Regions from separate parts of the Sus scrofa genome. Here region 2 is linked to region 1. The links are chromatin contacts, called in public HiChIP or PLAC-seq maps. All regions are on one chromosome and are shown on one strand. The core of a region is the stretch at or near the end of the contact, and the rest is flanking DNA. Distances in the headings are between cores, read along the strand shown.

Region 1 (3,783 bases), core at 1,202-3,701:
TCTGAAAATCCAGAAGATAGATAGGAAAGGATTAGAAATCCAATTTCCGACCTGAAAGTTGAAGCACTGCTTCTTTTTTGTTCTCCTCTCTGGGACTTTTCCACTGCCCTTCCAAATGTGACAATTTGCAAATATTCATATCAAGAGCAGCATATGCCAAGGAGAAAAGGCCCCAGTTTTAAGACTTGAGAATGTACTTTAATTCTGTGGGCACAGGTTCACCAAATCAGCTGGCAATAATCTTGACCAAATGGGTGACTCAGCCTTGTTGTGGGGAATGTTTTGTTTTGTTTTAATTTAAAGGCAACTTCACATTTAAAATCCTGCAAACAGGGAAGCTCCAAGCGTTCTACCTCAAACAAAGAAAAAAGCCTTGGAATACTCATCGGAAAGGATTTAAGGATTTGTATTAGAAATGTTCTACACCAAAGTACCAGATGGTCTCCAGGGTTCCTTTCAGCTCAAATCTCCCTTATTTTTCTTAGTAACTGTACTAGACTACTCTTGGAGCCCTAGTAATTACAAATAGAACCTGAATGAGAAAGAAAATTCAGAATTAATGTTATCATCATTAAGCCTAATTAAATAGTACAGACAGGAAGATGGCAGTAGAATAAAGCATTCTGAATTATGGACAGGGAGAATATAATGAGTGGTTCCCAGGCCCATGAATGAAACACAGCAAACAGCAAAGTCTGGATAGGGTCTGATACAAAGTGCACGTCTCTGACTCATGGATGGCAACTGACCCACTCAAACAGGGGTTCACTTTGCCATCCATTAATGCGACAAACCATCTACCATTAAGTAATCAACCACCCGCAGGAAAGTGAAAGGTCAACTAGAAAGTGAATCTTCTAATATTGGTGTGAGTCCTCCCTTACTGGCTGTTTCACTACTTTCTGTCCCCAAAGGGATTCCAAATACTGAAAGCTGCAAAACTGTAAGACATCTCACTTCTACATTGTGACTCCCGCACTTCTGGTCCAAACAGAAGCCATCGTTTTAAGCAGGGTGGGATTTATTCCCTCCTTTCAGTAAAGGGCTGTGGCTGTTTGCAGGGCATCCTGCAGGCTCCTGCTTTGACTCTGGCCTCAAGTCACATTGTGATATCATTGTGACGGACCCTTGATATTTAATGAGTCTTCAACTGAAAAACTGGTTATCGGAAGCCAGGGAAAGGAAGCTTGAACGCTCTGCGTAGTGCCTCCGCATCAGACTGGAGGGTGGCAATGCGGGGAGGAACCTCCTGGGAACACAGCAGGGGTGATCAAGCCTTTCTGCAAGTTTCTCCTCCTTCCACTAAATTAACCTGCTAAGCCCCCACCCCCACCCCGTCCTATTAGGAAAAGTCACGCCGGCAACTCGCTGAAGGACAGGGGGATAGCTCCCGCCGCACCACCGAAGTTGTCTTTGGTAAGGGCCGCGGCTTAACTCTTCCTGCCCAAAAGCTGTGGCCAACACCCCCTTCTCCCGGGCAAACGCAGCTGCCAACTTTCCCGTTGCCCCCTGATCTGCGCAAAACAGCCTAAACTTTGCTGTTCGCCCACCTGGGCGCGCAGCAGAGCGTACGGTCGGGCCACACCGACGACGCCCCCACCCTGGGCAAGCGATGGCACTGACCTTCACACCACTCCCCAACTCCGCGACACCGGCCGCCTCCCGCCCCCTCCCCCGAGCCTCGAACTGCTTTCCCCGTCCCTCTCCACTGCCCCTAAGCCCTCACGGGAAACCCGCGGTCGGTGCGACTGCAGCTCGACCTCGCGTGTCACACTGCCCACGACCCTCTTGCCCCAGAGAGCGTCTGACCCCGGGTCCTCCGGCCGCCCACTCACCATTGGTGAAGGGCTCCATCTTCCCCCGGCCGCAGCTCCTTACAGCAGGAGCGTCCAAGCTTCCTACTCCGAACGCTGAAGCGGCCCTACCAACTGAGCATGCCCAGCGCAGCGCCGAGGTCTGTCGGGGAGGTGCCGCGAACAGCGGCGCCGCTCCGCTCGCTCGAAAATCCACAGCTCCGTGTTTTAGCGACAGCTGCAGAGAGCGAGGGAAACTAGAGGAAAAAGCACTGCACAGGCCCCAGCGGATTCCAGGGAGTGAAGAGGAGGGAGAGGGTTAGATCTGGGGGCGGGCCGGGGGGGGCGTGACCGGAACAAGCCCCGCCCCTGACAGAAAAGGCCAGCAACTCGGTCTGTTTCAGTGCCCAGAACAGCGGTCAGTCATTAAGCAAATGTGATAGCCTATAACGTCCCGGCCAGGCCCGGCCCGGCCTTAGGAGCCGGGAACCCAGCTCCGCGCTGGTAAAACACAGTCATTGCCTCCGTCGAGGAGACATTCCAGAGACAGATAATAAACAAACACAAGACACACGAGATTGATATAAATGCCCAGCTCAGCATTAAATCTAGGTGATGTGACGGAGATTGAGTGGGTCGCTAATTCGGATGCTTGTTGAGGAGAGGCCTGGAAGGTGCCACTGTAGCCAAGATCTGAAGGCAAAGCAGGATCTATGGACGAAGGTCGCTCCCGGACTGCGAAGCTTCGGTTTCCCTGGGGAGTGTGGCCCCGGGGAGCTCACTCTGCTAAGGCTTGAGGGAGCAGGCACTGTGGGTCGTCTTGGCAGGGCTGCTGGCTCACATCACAGAGGTCCCATGCTCTCGGTGGCCTGACTGAAGTGGGGGAAGACCCCCAAGGAGTCTGGGCGGCTAGCGGATCGGGGCGCGGCATCTACAGGCAGGCGGATCACAAAACCTGGCACTGGATCAGACCGGGGCCGCGGGAGCCGCAGGATGTGGGCTGAAGGCCTGCCCCGCCAGCCTTAAATCAACACCTGCGGCTCCCCGGGGTGCAGCCGCTGCTGCAGGTGGCCAGGCCAGCAGAGCTAGGCCGGAGAAAGCGAAACTCTCTTTGTCGCCCCCGCCCTCCAGCACTGGAGCCCTCAACTCCAGTCTCCAGCCCCCATAGTTTCCAGTGTCAAAGCCGGGCGACCCGGCGAACCATTGAAATGAAATAACCAGGGGCCTGGGGAGCCCGGGTGATGCTCTTCCAGGCCTCACTTCATCATCCCTTGCTCTCTGTGCGGATCGCCGCTATGCTGCGGAGTTCGGGGCGCGCTGCATCGCCTCCTGCCCCTCATCGCTCTTCTGTCCTCCCCAAACGCAGCCTTGGCCTCAGCAGCAACTTGGCTCCCGCTGTGCCTCACTGCGCCTGCCAACTGTCACACGCTTCTCTGAGGCTGTCAACAGCAGGGCGTCCGGTGCAAACAAGCCCGTGGCAAGCGCAAACAGCCTGGGCAAACAGGGCTGGCAGTACTGTTTGTTGTTTGACCTGCGTGGGAAATTGAAATTAGGTTTCAAAGAAGTAAAATCCAAGTAAAATATTGTATTTTGCAATATTGTATTCTTAAATGTCTGTTGAATTAAATCACCCACTTGCGCTTTAAAATCTCCAGTGGCTACCAATCACACTTAGGATAAAAGCGAAACTCTTTCCCTAACTCTAGGACTTTATCTCCTACACGTGCTTACTATGCTTTGTCCACAGAGGCTTTCTGGCTGTTCCTTAAAGTCGCCAATTTACATTAAACCATTCCAACTGCATGGTCCTCATGGAAGAACTGTTCCTTCTGCATGGTACTTCGACTGCTGGTTCCTTCTTGTATTTTAAGTCTCATCTCAAAGGGCTTCTCTGAGAAGAGCTCTTTCCTGGCCACACAATGGAAAATAGGTGCAAACATGGTCTATTCTATAAAGACTGGGTTCTGCTTTATTGTAGTCACAGCACTTA
Region 2 (4,219 bases), core at 429-2,928, 52 kb before region 1:
TTTATCCAGCCTTGAAACAGCTTCCTTCCTTTGAGTCACTGGCTTGTTTTTATGGACCATGTTGTATCAAAAGTAATCACACCTCTCAGAGTGAAATGTTGACTGAGTGGCACACAGTCACCAATACCAACTAAGGGGATAACAGGATTCATGCCCCCAATGCCTATTCACTCAAGGTCACGTGCTCCAGAGAAGAAGCACTTACCCATGTTATTTAAACTGGTATTCTTTCTCTCCTTTTCTGATTAAGTATTAAGTTAAACACATGTGATATGACTAACCATGTATGTCTTATCAGTAAAGTATCAACAAGCAAAATATATATGTATGTAGGACGAGGTCACTGTGCTGTGCAGCAAAACTGACCCAATGAGCTGCAAGTCAACTATACTCTAATAAAAATTTTTAAAAAAGAATGAGGAGTTCCCGTTGTGGCTCAGTGGTTAGCGAACCCGACTAGCATCCATGAGGACATGGGTTTGATCTCTGGCCTTGCTCTGTGGGTTAAGGATTCGGCATTTCTGTGAGCTGTGGTGTGGGTCGCAGATGCTGCTCAGATCCAGCATTGCTGTGGCTATGGTGGCATAAGCTGGCAGCTTCAGCTCCGATTGGACCCCTGGCCTGGGAACCTCCATATGCCATGGGTTCAGCCCTAAAAAGACCAAAAAAAAAAAAAAAAAAAGAATGAAAGAAAATAGGCTATATGAAAACTATAAATATAAAACCACATGCAGAGAGCAAAATGAAAGGCAAAGTTTAAGCAATTATATTAAAAGCAGTAGGTTTTAAAGAGCAATATTCATTGTTTTTCAATTGACTGAATTAAAAAAAAAAAAAAGTCTTCCGTACCCAACTTGGGAAAGTAGGATATGGACAAAACCCAGCAGAAGATAAAAGCCTCAAAATAAAGATCTCAACAGGTGGGAAATGGAGACCTACTGAATAATTCATCATCTGGAAAAAAATACATTGGTAAACTCTAAACCCAAATTAATTTTAGTCTCTCATTAAAACACTGAAAAACTGTCAGCACTTTCTAAGAGGTTAAATAGATTTCAGCCATAATTGTCTTTATGTGGGGCTTAGTCTACATAACACATGCATTAATCCCAGAAATACAGAACTAACATGGCATAAAAATTAAATGTAAAAAAAAAAAGCTTTAAGAAAATGTTTTAAGTAAACAAATGACCAAATTAAATGTATGAGCTCTGTAGTTACACTGCCAGGTTTAAATCACTGCTAGTTGTATGACCTTGAGCAGGTATTTAACCTCCATCTCCTCATCTAAAAAATGGTGATAAAGGTCGCTCTTACCCTAATAAGGTTGCTGTGAGAATTAAATGAGCTGATACACATAGGGCTTATTTTAGTGCCTGCCACAAAACAGGTGTTCAACAAAGGGCAGTTATTATCATTATTACAAATAGAGTCCCATTAGAAATGAGGTAAAATATGTGTGAGTGGGGCATCTGAGGCAGCAGTTACAGGAAGAAGAATCAAGTGTTAGGACGGAAGTTAGCCATTTGAAAAAATGGCGCTTTCTAAAGTAACTATGGAAGCAACCTCACCTCTCACGTCATGTGGCCAAGGGTACTTCACCAGCCCAGCACTCAAACACCTGCAGCCCTTGGTACAGGGCTGTAACCATAGCTTACTAATTCGGTGAGCACCTGCCAGAGCAACTACAGGCTTTTCCTGCAGACGTACACACTTCCTGTTTCATCCCCCCTCCCAGGCCAGTGTCAGCACAGAACAAAACAGAACAAAACAAAAGCCTGACATGCTCCTCCTAAATCTCTAACCACCATGATACATAACTGCATCAAGACCACTTAGACTTTGAGACAAGTCTTCATTCTCTCTGCCTATCTTTTTCCAGACTTATGTTCCAGTCAAGGCAATCACCCAGAAGATGCTATCCCAATAGAAACACCACCCATATATCCCAGATTCCTCCTCAACCATCCTCCTGCTACATACACCACTGAGCCACTCCCATCACTTGTGTGTGAAAGCACCTTTCCTTAGAGGAAAAGTAAAGGGAAAAAAAAGAAAGTCACATGAAGCAGAAAGCTGACCAAAGGATCCACTTAGTCCCACTCCTGGAATACAATGATTAGGCAGAAAGGTAGTTTGGTATTTTCTATTCTCTTTTTGTTTAATAAAAAAAACATGTTATGAATTCTCACTAGAAATAAATCACTGGTCACTATAATTATTAATATAATTATTATGATGCTTGTTTTAAGAGCAACAGAAGCAGTAAGAAATAAAGAGAGCAAACTAGCTCCACAAGGATGTTTTGTGCAGCACTCTGGTAAGAGCACTTCAAACACTGATGGATGCCAGTCAACTGGCCCTCAGGCCTTAAGACCTACAACTTAAAACTTTTCCTGCTAGATCTCTTACTTAGATCTAAGAGATTTCTAAAAGATACATAAAATGTGTGTAAGATCTCCTGGTGAAGTTTCAGAGAAAAGTTAAGACTGGGGAATAGCAGATTTGTTAGGTTTAACTTACTCTGTTCCTTAATTTAATAAAAAGTAAGAATTAGATAAAAGCAAAATCAGAACCAAACTTCATCCCCCCCCTCAAAGAACAATAATAAGGCCTGTAAGATTTACAAAGAAAATACTGCAATCTTCCAACACTAATTTTCCTGAAATACACCAGCCTTCCTCAACAGACAGGTGAACACACACAAAAAAGCACAAATTCTTTTAAAAAAAAAAGACAAACACCAGAATGAAGTTTATCCAGAACAATTAGCTGGGACTTGAGACTTGAGGAGAATGATATAAATGATGTATAATGTCCCTAGCTGGTGGAAGTATACTTGAGGTAGAAATGCTGTTAATGCAAATTTGGAATTAAGTCCATGTTCCTGACTTAATATGACTAAAATAAAATAATGATTTCACATGGATAATACTATTGAAGGTTCTGTTTGAATGTTAAATAGATGTGGTAGCCATATCTGACTAACCACCAATGGATTGAGAGTCTACAAATTAGACCTGTTATGGTAAAAACAAAACCAGGCAGTGGCAAAAACAAAGCAAAAACCTCAAGACAAACTGATAAAGCAGTGTATTTTAAAACTGGCCTAGGATTTTCTAAGTAATTATGGCATTCCTAAATGTATGGCATTTAAAGGAACACTGAAAAGTGGACAGAAATGATAAAACAAATGCTCCTCTTTTTTTTAGGTCTTTGACAATATAGTAGTCTTTATCAATGAACAGGAGACATTTAATAAGCTGCAGTCAACTTTGACATTTTCAGTTGTTTGCTAAGACTGACATGAGTAAGTGAAGCCCTACTACCTGATTTTTGAAGCTTGTGAAATAGGCCTAGTGTCAAATATTACAAAATAGAATCCATCCTAGAGATTACAACATTTCAGTGTACCAAAAAGCCTTTTTAGACTCTAAGCCTGAATTTCTGATCTCCATACCTACTGAAATTATGTCACTTGGCATAAGAAGCAGTATATTGTGGTAGTATGATTCTGACTACCATTTACTAGCTAAGTAATCTTGGGTCAATTACTTAACCTCTCTGAGACACTGTTTCTTTATCAGCAATATTAGGCAAATGCCTCCCCCTCATTTAGTTTATAAAATAAAAAGATGTTTGTAAGTAAGAGTTTAAGACATCTGCTAACACAGAGTATAATTTCAAACATGCTAGATTCTTCCACATTCCCTAATGAAAAGAGAAAATTCATAAAAAAATGTTTATCTGTATAACATCAATTTTTTTAAAACACATTTACTAATAGGTAGCATTAAAATGATAAAGATTATTTATATCTACAAATATACATAGGAGTTTACAATATATATATGCATAGGGAATAAAGAGAAGGCACTTTCTTTGTGTGTGTTACATTTGCCAGGTACTGAACATTTTACAGGAATTAAAAAAAATTAATCCTTGAGAGGGCAAGCTAATATAGGCCATATAGTACTAGAGTTGTTGAAGGTGAGGTTTAGAGAATTACAGAGCAGTCTGCCCAGGCATACACAGCTGGAGGGCTATAGAGGACTGATCTGAACCCAGGTAGATGCCAGAGTCCATGTTTAACAACATTTCTTCCTAATACATGTAAATGGAAAGCAAAAAAAAAAAAAAAAAAAAAAAAAAAAAAAAAAAAAGTAACCTGAAGCTCCTTTCTCTCCAGTCGACTCTTGAAAATGAAGAGTTAGAGGTA

Evidence for each region. HiChIP or PLAC-seq counts read pairs in DNA pulled down with a chosen protein or histone mark.
Region 2: an H3K27ac HiChIP or PLAC-seq map of alveolar macrophages shows a contact between it and region 1. The contact joins the enhancer-like site here to the promoter of LNPEP in region 1. A contact is called at or near these places in 5 of 47 Hi-C or Micro-C datasets (blood, embryonic fibroblasts, retroperitoneal adipose tissue and 2 more) and 1 of 2 datasets of contacts at active chromatin or transcription factors (alveolar macrophages).

What each region holds. Positions count from the first base shown.
Region 1 is chr2:103,567,034-103,570,816 of Sscrofa11.1, reverse strand. It overlaps LNPEP (leucyl and cystinyl aminopeptidase), which reads right to left and starts at 2,451. Exons shown (of 18, transcript NM_001105291.1): 1 at 1,836-2,451. The coding sequence starts at 1,854.
Region 2 is chr2:103,618,035-103,622,253 of Sscrofa11.1, reverse strand. The region is part of intron 4 of LNPEP (leucyl and cystinyl aminopeptidase); the gene reads right to left. Among named protein-coding and RNA genes, the nearest start is that of LNPEP, 52 kb to the right of the region's middle. Within about 2 kb of position 1,678, at least 7 of the 83 cell types and tissues checked have an H3K27ac peak or open chromatin away from gene starts, as enhancers often do. A contact at or near this core is called in alveolar macrophages and retroperitoneal adipose tissue, where this site is marked.